Regions from separate parts of the Anas platyrhynchos genome. Here region 2 is linked to region 1. A link is a contact called in public Hi-C data. All regions are on one chromosome and are shown on one strand. Each heading gives the region's core, a stretch centred on a gene start, on an enhancer-like site or on the middle of the called end of the contact. The rest is flanking DNA. Distances are from core to core; before and after follow the strand shown.

Region 1 (6,584 bases), core at 1,259-3,758:
CTGGCTGGTGAAAAGGGTTGAGAAACCAATGAGCAATCCAAGTCAATGACCTTATTCTATAAAATGATACCATTGACGGAACAGAGGGCGAGGAACAAAGCACAGGGGTGCGGGTCTTCTGCACATGTCCCTGAAATCTTCCCCAGGAGAACTAAGCCAAGCACTCTGCTCCACCTGAGGATTTTGTTTTGTGGCACTGCTGCTCTGTAAAACCTCAGCAGTTCTCGTGCTTCCAGTCCAAATGATGGTCGCACCAAAACAGAAAGGGTTTCAATTAAAAAATAAATAAATGTCACATTTTCTACAAAGCATGTGCAAAGGTAACTGTACATCAATCAATGAATAACAAAGCCAGAACCCGGGCTATCGATTTGCTCCTTTGCTGCTTATCTCCAGCATGCAGAGCGAGGCTGCAGTTTCTGCACAACCTCTGGCCTCATGGACGTCTCTCCTGACTTTAAGTATAACTGCTTAAGCAACTCAAAGACTACTTAATATAAGTAAGGGTGGCAGGACGCCTGCATTTAACAGAAAATGCCATTATGTTGCTTAGCAGGTTGTTTTAATACACACCCAGCCTGGAGAAACCCAAACAAAAGTGACAGTGACCAAGCCAGAGATGGAGGCAGCGATAAGAGACCCACACGGGGGAATTCCCATTGGCTTCTCCCAGAGCCCTGGCCATGAAATGCTGGCAGGATCAGGGCTTCAATTTGTATCTGTTTTCGTTACCTCATCCAAGCAAAGGTCAGAGCAGCACAATGAGCCGGGCACACAGTGGCCGGCAGCTGCCTGCCAGCAGGTTTGCCCAACACGGGCACACGAGGCATGTTCAAAGGGCTGCACCTGATGCAATTCCGAGGCCAAGTTTATGGCCCTTCAGTTTGCACTGGAGAAAAGCAAGGCTGGCCCTGGTCCCAGCTGCAGAGACTTCCCCGTCAGGAGAAAAAAATAAGCTAAAATGCTGAAACATAGAGATTGACAAATCCTACATAAAAGAACAAAATCACCATTAGGTATCTACAGCAACCTGAAACCCCAATGGTGCATGGAGCAACCAGCAGGCAAAGGCCTCCCTGTCCAGGGGCAGCTCCAGCTGCAGGAGCCAATGCCCTGCTCAGTAAGACCTGCCCAGGTCACAGCACCCCCAAACACCTATGGGACCAAAACCTAGTTATAGAGCAAAACAAAAACACTGCAGTGCCAAAACAGGCCCACTCCTGGCTTTGGCACAGTCCTGTAAAGGTGAGGGCACGGCCACAAGCTCACTGCAGCCACTCCGTGTTAACCCCGGCGCATGTCGGTTCAGGATCTGCCCTCTTCCCCACGGCTGCAAGCACCGCCAGCACGCACGGGAGGAAGTCTGATACAGAGACAAGTCTGCTGTGGTTTGTGGGCGAACTGGTTCCAATTAGTGCGCCTGCTGATTGCCTGAGTGAGAACTGCCGAACGAGCCCCAAGCCCCAAACTTTCAAATTAACCTCGGATGCTCCAGAAAATATCTCAACAGGTGATTTTGGTAACAGTATGAGGCTGAATCTGCAGTGGCAATGAAGACAAGAACCATACAAGACATACCTGCCTACCCAAGGTGGGCACGAAGATAATAATGCCATGAATTCTGTCCACCCCCAGCGTGACACACACTAACTATAGCAGAAACTGAGTGGAACACCACTAAAAGTAAAAACAGAGATACACACTTATTAATCTGTACTTCCAAAATGCAGAAAACAGATGCAAATTAGCAATTCTCTAATAAAATGTATTATTAACATTGTAATTGGTAAGTTTAAAATAAAGGCATGTTATATTACTACGCGTTAAAGTAATGCTTCCTTTACATGAAAATCAATTTGATTTAAGTGTTCTATGGCCACTCAAAAGAAACAGGTTAGCTTAGCAACTGACAGTACTCTACTGATAGATGTCCTACAGCCCAGCTGGAGTTCCTTCTGTCCATGCTTTCATTTCTTTCCAAGAACCCCGTCAGATTTAGTGCAACTCTTCCATGAGAGCTCCCTCTAAATAAGAATCACAGCACGAAGTTCGGGAACTGTCTGCCTTTAAAAAAAAACACAAGAGTGTAATGAGGCTTTTTGTGCCTGATACTTTGCATGGAGATGCAACTCGGTGCAGTGGCAAAGCAGTTGGGCCGGCTAAGCCAGCAGTGTGAGTTCCAGTCCTTCGTTATCACCAGCAGCAGGGAGCCAGCCCACTCCTTGCTGTACTCGGTGCCACCGAAACCCTGAACTTCGGCACAATATCCTCGCTAGGAGACAAAAACGACACGGATTTTCAGTAAGAATGGACAACGGACCTCGTCGAGTCTCCAAATTGTGCTCGGCTCAGCCCCCTCGATGCAGCCGCAGCACTGCTAGCGAGGTGCAGATAAGGTACTGGTGGCTGCCAGGAGTTTCACCGCTGCGTTGTCTAGACATGCTCTGAGCAGCCTCACGCAGACACTGCCAGATGCTTTTACAACGCCGACGTGAACACTCATCCCAGCAAAGGAAAACACACCCTCGCCAGGCAGCCCGATAACCGTGCCTGGCTGCTGGCGGTCAGGCCAGGTGCTGCAGGCTCCCCGACCGACACACTGTGTTCACGCCACCTTCAAAGCGCGCTGCTCTTTGGGGCAGAACACACGGCCGAGCCCCAAACCACTGAGATGGAGAGGCGAGAGAGACTGCCCGGACAATGAAGGCAGTGGCATATATTTTAATATTTTGGGCTGTGATTGTCTGAAGAATAGATTTTGTGTAATTTCCTCCCTAACTCACGAGGGCTGAGTTCAGGAAGTACAGTACGATTCTGGGGTAACAGAGAGCCACAGGTGACTCAACATCATTAGCTCATTATTTGCAGCACACTCTGTGTCTCGCACACATGCACGTACCTGCTTCTTTGTTCTCGACCTACAACATCTGTAAAACTGTTTGCACTCCTGGCAAAAAAATGCTGATGTCTGCTTAAACACTGACATCTCAGGTACACAGGATTTCGCTTAAGCTCGGCATGGTTTTTCAGGTCCTATTCCTAAGGTGTGAAGTGTTTGTGAACTTAGGGTACTCCTTCAAGGCTTCAACACTTGTGTTTTAGGGACTTCAACATTTTTACTGGGTATTTTCTAATGAATTCTTAAGCAGCAAGTAAGAGAGCAAATGACTTCTGTGCTCCATGGGGAAACACCTGAACCCATAGCTCTCAAAGCTTTTCAAGAGCATTCATCAAGCCAGTTGGTACAGAGAAGAATAAATCCATCCAGCGTCCTGAACACCAATGCCTGTGAAATCAAAAATGGGAATCTCCCTGCTATACGAGATCAAGAAACTCGCTACTGCCAGGAGGCAGGACTTGGGGATACAGGAACAGAAAGATCCGCATCGTAGCTCCATCACATTTCACGTGGCCACAAAACACAGTGCAGCCACCACTGCACGGCACCTGAAAGGCCCGAGCCACCCCAGCAGTGCTCGGCAGCCCCACGCTCTTCCACTTTCGGCAGCGTCTGTTCTTCGAGTTGGCCGCACACTTGACCTGGCTAAACCTCTCTCCAGCTGAGAAAGCCGCGTGTTGTGGCAGCCCGGGCTTGGGAGGCATTGAGAAATGAAGTGCTCATTTGTGTGTCTGTACACAGAAGGCTGCTTCCAGCTCCCAGCTGCTTCACCCGAGTGCTGCTGGGACCTGAGCTGTGGGAACGCGGCCCCGCTGGCATTGGGGGTGTTCACACGCGTGCAAGGAGAGTTCTCATCCCCCCTCGCTGCCTGATCGGACAGTTTTACTAAACATACAGATGTCTGGCACACAGCTAGGAAACGTGGAAGCACCAAACTCTGCTCAGTTCAACGTTCAAAAGAAAAAAAAGTTGAAAAGAGGCAGAGGCGAAGCCACCCTCCTCTCCTGGAAACAGCAACCAGAAAGCCTTGGGGTGTGTTTGTTTGAACTAGCTCCATCAGAGACATACCTGCGTACAGAGCACGGTGCTGCTCCACACGGGGTGGAGAGAGGATCTCAAAGACAAACCAAGGCCGCGTCTACACCAGCAAGAGGACACAACATGCACCAGCTGCTGAGCTCAAGAAAAAGGCTTTGGCACCGATGGTGGATTTCTAGGACCCTGTTTTGCAATGCTGTCAGGTTCTTCACATTTTGAATCTCTGGAAATAACCCAGAACACATCGGTTGGGCTCCATGCTGATAACCATGGATCAAATGCGAGACAGGTAGGGAAACGGGCCTCCCCCTCATGCAACAGCAGTGCTGGTACTCTGAGACCGGACAGAAATCACAGCAGAAAAAAACCTGTGAGAGCTCGTGAGAAGGTGGAAAACCCAGCAAAGGATACAAAGGATGATGGAGAGGTTATAATATGGCTCAGGAAAAGAAAGGATCTTCTGCTCATCCAAGGATTAACGAGGAGGATACAAAAACCAAAACGTTGAAGGGGGGTAAGGAATGGGGCTGAGACACCTCTGGTTCCTGCTGTGGTGGTGCTCCAGCTGTCAGGACCCATGCCAGCTTTTGGTGAGGACCCTTTGCTGACTTCAGAGCTCCAGAGGCAGATGGAAGCTGCTTCTGCCAGTGGCAAGACCAGGCAACACACATCTTGTTCAAGCAACCCCGCTGAGCCAACCTATCTGGCTGAGTACAGCAATGGACAGATAGGCACGGCAGATGCTGCACAGGGGCACACGGTGAGACTTCAGTATCTAGGCAAAGCTTTGCCTCGCAGCACCACTTACGGACCAACCCAACAGGAGGGAGGAGGAAAAGGCAGTTTTGCCAGCATGTCCAATCTGCAGCGGGGGCTCGTGCCAGCCCAGCTCCTCCATTTAGAAGTCAGAGCCTTAAAAGGCAGAACTGTGCTGGCAGAAGCCTCCAGACCTCCCCACACAACCCTCACAAAGACACACGGAAAGGTCAGAAACCTCGCTGCTTCTTCTACAGCCCAGCAGTCCCATCCATCCCAAGCTACCAGCATCCCAGCAGAGCCCCGAGGCGATGTGTACACAAACACACAAATAATCAGGAAGCTGATAAAAAAAAAACAAAAAACTCTTGCAAGTAGAAGACAGAACATCTGACACAGCAGATTACGGCACACACCACGCCACCACCTCTGTATGGAGCAGAACAAAGCAAGGCAGAGATCTACATCAGAGAGGAAGCCCACCACAAAGGCACACGTTTCACACTTTCATCCCCCAAGACAGACAGACAGACACAGATAGACATGAAGCCCAGCACACACGCGAACCCCCCACGGGCCGGCGGTGACTAACGTAACACCCAGACACGGGATCATCCTCGCGTTTCCTTACGAGGAATCTAAACTGCACCCCGCTGTTCCTTGCCCTTGGCCACAGTCTGCCAGCCTGCGAGCCAGATTAAATCTTGCCGTAATTATCTGCGCACACGGCTCCAGCACAAATGACCTTAGCATATGATATCCACTGGCTAAGGCCAATGGAAAAAGACCACAGAAAAAGGCAGGATAAGCATCCAAAGCCCCAGCAGCGACGTCAGGGTTTCTTCAAGACTGCGCCATGTGAATAAGAGCTGCGGGGACAACCCCGCAGCCTGGCAACTGAGAGCCCATTCTGCATGGATGCAGGATTTGTGCCCTGACCCCTGAGCACGTACCAGCCGGACCTTCCCCATCAAACTCCTCCCAAATGAAACTATCCAGAGACTTTTAATGTTTTATTATGACAAACTTTTGCTTTTTTTTTTTGGAAAAATTTACAGTTGTGATTTTCTTATGTCATTTTTGGTGTCCACTGTGAGGTGCCTTGAGGCCACCCTCCAAGGGGCTGTGTGCACATTGTGGTGGGTGGGTTAGGAGCACTTGACATGCTCTGAGCTAGGACCTGTTAAAAGGTCACCAAAAGCAAGGCAGTGCCCAAACTTGGCAGTCTTTTCCTCTTCTCCACCTGCACCCTCACCTGGGGCACAGATCAGATCACACAACTGAGCAGTGCCACGGAAGCCTTGCAAGGAAAGGCACTCAGCCCTCTAACAACATCCATTTTAATCAAACTGGGGAAATGACCAAGCCAGGGCCATGCGACCAGAAGGCAAATAAAAAAGCAGAGACCGTTTTATTTTGCTCCCCAAACAAAGCATGCCCTAGAAAATTCATTTCCCAACCTGGGAAATGTCTCCAGGTCCTGAGCCCTCTCCTCCCCTCGCAGACACCTGCAGGCAGCCACCCCGCCAGCCCTTTTAGCACATGACTGCCAGCAAGCAGCCAGGCCATAAAAACACATCTACCTCCAGCCACGGGGAGAAGGGGGCTCCACACAGGCTCTGGCTGCTGCCACCTGGGAGGGAGGAGAAGGAGGGAAAAAGGCTGAAATGGGGCTAAGAGACAGGCCTGGGGAGCACCTGCATGCAGCTGGGGGGGCTGGTCCTTTTTGGGGGGCCCAAGCTGCTGCCCTGGGTGCCTGGCAAGCCTCCTCTGTGTGTTTGGTTTTCAACTCCAAGCTGTGTCGGAGCCCAAGCGGGTGTGCACGTTTAACATTATATTCATTAAGTTAATTGAGGGATTTCACCGAGCGTTCTCCGTGGGCTCTAAACGC
Region 2 (6,584 bases), core at 1,201-3,700, 130 kb before region 1:
GCTGGGGCAGTGAACTGCACTGGAAAGATTTTCCCTGCTTTTTGCTTGTTCTGATTGCACGAGGGTTTTTAGTCCTTTGAAAGCTGTTAGGGGAGAGCCTCAGCGCCGGGACCTGTGCCAGAGACAAGGCCTGACGTGAGACCTCTTGTCAGGGCACCACCCCGCACTTGGGCCGCGCACCAAGGCCGCGCCGCGCTGCTTCCTGCATCCATTTGGGTTGGGAAGTGGCAGGTGCTTAAAATGGCGGTGGGACGTTCCCGCGGCACTGCCGCCACCGGCTCCTCGGGGCGGAACAAGGCGGCCGCGGGCTGGCGGGGGCCATGAGCGGGGCCCGGCCCCGTTCCTGCCCCCGCCCGAGGCCTCGAGGCGCGGCGATGCTTCCGGGGGCTCCGCGGGGCCGGGACCCGGCGGCGCTGCCTCGGGCCGCCCGCGGCTCCCTCAGCGCCGGGCCGCAGAGCCGCCCGCCAGGGGGCGCCGAGGCCCGGCCCCGTCCCTCGGCGCCCGTGGCGGGGCCCCGGGGCTGAGGCACCTCGGCGGGGCCCCAGCCCGTCCCCCGGCCGCCATCTCGCTGAGGGGAATCCCCCGCAGCCCCCGGCGGAGAGCGAGGCCCCCGCGTGTGACGGGGCTCGAAAAGGCGGCGGCGGGGCCTCATCCTTCCCCTGCTTCCTTCCCCTTCCCCGCCCTCGCCCCGCAGCGGGAGGCGTCGGAGCGGTGCCATTGCTTGGCTAACGGGGCTGTCGGCTCGCTGTGAGGATGGAAGAAGGGCTGGTTGTGCACGGGGAGCTGTGTGACAAGGAAGTAGCGGAGCCGCTGCAAAGACCCTTCCCTAGAAGGAAGCCTGGGTCGTGCTTGGTTCGGCTCTGAGAGCAGAGAAGTTGGCTGCAAGGCAGGAACTAATTCTTTGAAAAGTTACCACGCGGTGCCAGGTTGAGGAGGGGCCGCCCATGAAATGCCCAGGGCCCACTCGCCTGGTGCTGTCTCCACAGACTGGGAGCCGGCTTGGGACAGTACCTGACCCACTTCTCCTTGGGGCAGTGCATGCGAGTGCCTTGTCAAGGTGAAATCAACAGGTGAGATTGGATCACGCTGTTAGAATCTGCATTTGGGTCGTTGTAGAGAAAAGAAGCGGCAGTTTGTTTCCCGCTGATATCCCTGCCTGACACTGAGGTTGCCGATGTACTTGAAGATGAGATAGGTACCCTAATGGCACGGCGTACCTCTCAGTTTGTCATCTGAACTAAGCATGTGGATGTTCAATCCTTCCACCAAGCTATCCAGCATAAATCCCCTGTGTCCTTATCCCCCTCATTCTCATAAGTCTTTCCTAGATGTTCAGGTTCCAGAAAAACAAGCACCTCTAAATCCCCCACAGCATGTTGCTGGGAGAAGACGACATCTGGGTTTTTTAAAGCAGCAGAACTAGATGCTATGGAGCAAGCTGCCTTTATCCATTGATTGTGCTTTTCCCTAGATCATGTCTGAGGTCAAGAGTTGACCTGGAATTAAAAAGTCTGGGAGAAAACAGCACTTGATGGTGCCATTTTGTTTTCTTGGTGATCTTTTACAGCCTTTCATTAATCTTCCCCCTGTTCTCTAAAACCAAATTAATGTAGTTCTTCCAAAGTTAGCACTTTATTTAGATTCTGGATACTTTTAGTAGTTTTTTAAGTAGCTGCTTTTAAGGGATTCTTTCCATTCTGGTTAAAAGTTCTCAACATGAGTTACTTTAACATTTATATATTTTAATTTAAATAATTAATATACTTATACATCATAAAGACACAGATTGTCAGCACGTGTATCTCATTGTGGACACATGACCATAGCACATTCACTGGTGGCTTGCAAGCTGCCGGCTGGAGGTCAGTTAGACCTGGAAAGCCATAAAGAATGAGGATCTGCCTTTGTAGTGATCCAGCATGTTTTTGTATGGTGCTGTTGCTAGTATCAGCAGTGTCTGGGTGAAGCTGCAAGCAGGATTTGTAGTTCCCTGATGAGGATTTTTCATCTGCTCTTGTACAGTAGCCTGCACCTACAGAAAATATATCTACCTTTTCTACCTATATCTACCTATATCTACCTTTTTTTTTTTTTCCTCATTTTCCTTTCCTATAGGTGTCCATAAATGCCTGTATTAGTGGGTACTTCTGACATTTCCAAATTGCAGTTTGAGAGGGTCAGAAAGGTTCTTAAATGATTAAAATGTCTAAGCATCGTAGAGTTTGGAAAATTACATACAATTTGGCAAAAACAAGCACACAGAGAAAAAGAAAACCCCACCCAGGCATTCCCAAATCAAGAGAGCACCTTTAAAACTTTCCTTTGAATTTGCTTAAAAGGCTTGAATAGTAGGAGATATGCATGAGTCATTTTCTCTCTGTCTCTCTCTAGAACAGGAAAGCTAGCAGAGGGTGGAGGCAAGTCAGCACATAGTGTGGTACGCTTTAAAATATCAGCTGAAATGACTAGGCTGAAGAAGTAGGAGGACTGATATTAGTCACACACTATTACACGGTTCAGAAGATAAAGGCAGAAGGAATTACCGGACAGGCAGATGCCACTTGGCCCAACATTTTAAAACATGAATCTTCACCTCAGATCTCTTCATTCTTTCTTCAGAATGTCTGGTTGCCTTACACTGAGAGAGATTCATTATCTTGGCCAGACAGCAGCTGAGTGTTCTTAAGCTGTGGTAGGAAAAGGGTCGAGTTTACCACGTGGTATCGGCAATTCACATCCAGGTCCATTTTGTTCAAGCCTTTTGTTCCTTGTCCCTCTGGACAAGTGCAGCAGTTATTGCGGTACTTCCACTTCAGAGAGCTGGTAGGGAGGATGAGGATCTGTGTAGGAAGAGCCAACATCACGGAGAGATGTTTGATACAATTTCCTGCCCTGCTGCAAGAAACTCAGTGTTAGCTAAGTGCACAGTGAAGTAATACATTCTCCATTTCTCAGGCCCTGTTTTTCCACTGTTCTTGGCATTTACAAGGTTATGCAGAGTTAGCCTACCTTGCAGAGAAACAGACCATGCTTTTTTCTGGTGCCCACAATGCATAGGCCAGGAACTTGTATGTAAGCAGTACATTACGCTTTGTGGTTGCAGGAGTAACAGAAATTAATTTAGTTCAAGAGAAGGGGAAGCGTATCCTTTGGATGTGTAAATTTCCCAGTTATAATAGAAGAAAACATCCACAACAGTTGAAAGGTTTTAGTATTTGGATAAACTGTCTTCGATAAATGCAGACAGCAGTTTGCTGATCAGGCCCTCAGCCTGGGTCTTTGGAGGCTTGCAGGATCCAGTCCCCGTATATACCTCAGTTTCTAACAAGGTGTTTCATTAAATAGCCCAGATCTTGACTCTATTCTATACTGCTTCATCTCTCTGTAGTGCATCTGATAATGTTATACATCACATTTAACCACGCCAAAAATAAAACCTGCAACAGACCTGCCTAGTTGTCTGTGACTGTCTTACAAAGTACTTCCAGCAGCCCTGCGAGCCATTTTGGATTTAGTCTTACCCAGGTTTCAGCCTGTTTGCCATGTGCAAGTATTGCCTCAGTACTGCTGCTCAAGAAATGTTTTACATGTCGGCTGTAGTACCTTTTTCTTTAAAAAAAAAAAAAAAAATCATGACCATTTTCTCTGATTTTCTGACAAATTCTGAAATTCATTACTAGAATTGTACCATTCCTCTGCCCTAATTGGATGGCTGGAAGGTGTCTTAGCAGCTGTCAAGAGTTCTCAAGTGAGTGAAATACAGTGCTAAAGCTCATGAAAGATTTTATAAGTGAACTATATTAGCTGGTGTTACTAAATAATTTAATTCATTAGAATATCCAGAGTAGTTTACCTCTCCCTCTGGTTAACGCACTGTAGGTTGGCTATGGCTTTCTTATGGGATCTATTCAAATTTCCTTCCCAAAACCATTACTTAAGTACGATAAGGGCAGGAACAGGCTAAACAAAAATAAAAAAAGAAGACCCTCTTGCCTTTCATAGTGAAACTTGGCTTACTGAGTACATTTGTTTGCTTTTCTGATCTATTTTCTTTTGATCAGAACCATCTGACCCTCGTGTTTAAAGGAACGTTCTTTTCAGTTTTGAAGTCTGCCTGTTATAACATCAATTCTGCAGCCTGCAGCGAAGGAGCAGGCAGATGCAGACTCAGCTGATACTTACAGGTCTGTCTCTCTTGGCATGCAGAATCCACACCTGAAGCGTATCAGCAGTGTCCTTGGTGCCTGCACAGGGGGTAAAAATCCAGGTTGTAAAGTTACAGATCCCTCAGTTTGTCAGAATTTTTCTTACAAGTGCAAAATGTGGTACACGGTTTTCATGCGTGAACCTTTCTTCTTAGATTTCAAAATGAGTAAGAAAGCTGCTGTTCCAAACACTATTTTCCTCTTCATGAAAAAATATTCCCTGCCTTTCCATTACACAAGCTATTTCAAAAGGCAAAATCAAAAATACTTAGATGCCAGGAGGAGTGCACCCAGCAGCAGAAGAAAAGTATGCTAAGAGGTCAGCCAGCATGTACCCATTTCATGCACAGAACCAAGATCAATAGTTTAGCAGTGAGATCATGAAGCCTTCAGGAGGAAACGAGAACTGAGATGGGGATTGCTGTGCTATCTGGGCTCTGTGCTTTATGTTCAAAGAGCTCTAAGGGCAGAACAGAGCAGTGGACAGTTTGTGTTTAGTTTATTGCAGAATGTCAGAATAGAGAGAAGTTCTTTTCTTGGGGCCTGTTTGTTCCTCTCTGACGGTGCAGTTCATTTGTCAGTCAAGCAGCTCTAAGTGGGTTTTGCCTCAGAACTCAATGGCATTGTCATTTGGAGCTCATTTAAAAAACAGTCCTTGTTCTTTGCAGTGAACCGTAAACATGTACCTTCTTATTTGTGAATGGGTTACCAGTCGGAAAGAATTGAGTAGTCACAAGGGTTGCTGCCTCCAGTTTGAAATTCCTGTCTCTCAATTCAGAACTTAAATCCCTTCTAGAATTCCAGAAACTTCTCAGACTGCTGCTCACCATTTCATTGCATAAACATACCCCTGGTTTAATTTCTAGTTTAAATAGCTTTTGTCAGTCTGAGATAGGAAACTGACCTGAGCCATTCATTCCGGTGTGATCTGTCTCTGGTTCTATGTGCTTCCGAAGTGTCTCATGTAAACAGGCAACGTGTTCAAGGTGAGGTTCTGCTGACTATACAGAGCTCTCACTGCAGTCAGTGACCAGATACTTCGTTGGACACTATTCCTAGAATCTTACTTCCTTACCAGGCATAAAATAGGTCACTTGGTGTCTTTGAATTCTGCAGTGAATCTGTGCAGGTGACCTCACAGCAGCGTCCTACAATCTGGCATGGGGGGTTGGAGCAGCAACAATTTCTTCCCAGCATGAACCTGCCACTGCCCTGCCTGTTTTTTCCAATTTACTGATTTTTCCGTAAACATTTAGCTTATGTTTGTGGCAAACTCTCCTTTCTGGCCATCACACAAACCTTGTTTTCAAAACAATATTACTTTTAGTAAACAACAGTTTCGTTATTTAAACAAATTAAACAGAAAAAATATAGATGATTAATTACTAGCAATGAAATAGAGTCATGCTGTTGCTACATCAGGAACAACTTTGCCCTTTTCTTTGGAAAAAATGTTTCAAGAATTTTGTTCCTCCATACTATGTTAGAATTGTTTTATAATTCAGTATGCTCAAATTCCAGCTAATAATCCACTGTGTGCAACTGAAGAATTCCTGTCTAAACTGCAGCAAACCTAGCAGCAGCTGTTGCTGTCTTCTCTAAGAATTACTTAGGAACTTTTTCCCAAAAGTGCAAAATTTCTTTTTTTTAGGAGTGCCTCTCTCGAGCTGATGATTTGTAGTTATGAACCATGTGGGAATGTGATCTAACCAGCTAAATAATACATTAGCCTCACTATGAATGTGTTGTTCGCATTCACACTCTGTATGCTAAATGATCAGGTCCTGTATGCTGCAGCTCGTGTTAGCTGCAGTTAGTCTCCGATATATTAGTGATAAGAAGGTACCAAGAGGCTGGATGTGCATGATGATCTTAGCTGCAGACAGGACAGAATTATAATGGAGGGAAATTTCAACTGTATGTTTTGGCATTACACTGTGTTGAAGTCATTTTACGTTAATAAGTTGGAGCCTCAGCTTTTTCTTACGTATACATGTACATGGGCACGCGAGGCTTGATCTCAAGCATGCTTTTAGGGGCAGTACAAGAACTTTCAGCAAAAATTGCTCAGGTCCATTCCGAATAATGGACAGAATTTGAACTAAGATTATTCTGGAGGTGATATTCCATCTGTCGTATCTGGCAGGCTCAGTCCTGAACCCTGACCACAAGGTCTATTCATACACTGTATGTGTGTCTCTGACATAGTGATAATCTTGTAGAATTGTTTTTTATTGTTTGGACATGTATGGGTGTGGGCTCACGCATAACCCAAGGCTTCGGTAGTGCTATGTACAATTATTTGAGATCATTGCCCATGTGCCCAAAAGAAGACTAACAGAAATAAAAAAGCAATAGAAAATTTTTTTTTTTGTTCTC

The links. A called contact is a pair of places that touch in the nucleus more often than the background predicts.
Region 2: a Hi-C map of subcutaneous adipose tissue shows a contact between it and region 1, with 1.9 times the contacts expected there. The contact joins two enhancer-like sites. A contact is called at or near these places in 4 of 8 Hi-C or Micro-C datasets (F1 follicle, liver, skeletal muscle and 1 more).

What each region holds. Positions count from the first base shown.
Region 1 is chr22:391,920-398,503 of IASCAAS_PekinDuck_T2T, reverse strand. The region is part of intron 5 of SKI (SKI proto-oncogene); the gene reads right to left. Among named protein-coding and RNA genes, the nearest start is that of FAAP20, 33 kb to the right of the region's middle. Within about 2 kb of position 2,508, at least 5 of the 8 cell types and tissues checked have an H3K27ac peak or open chromatin away from gene starts, as enhancers often do. A contact at or near this core is called in subcutaneous adipose tissue, where this site is marked.
Region 2 is chr22:520,392-526,975 of IASCAAS_PekinDuck_T2T, reverse strand. No RefSeq gene overlaps it. Among named protein-coding and RNA genes, the nearest start is that of RER1, 120 kb to the left of the region's middle. Within about 2 kb of position 2,450, at least 4 of the 8 cell types and tissues checked have an H3K27ac peak or open chromatin away from gene starts, as enhancers often do. A contact at or near this core is called in subcutaneous adipose tissue, where this site is marked.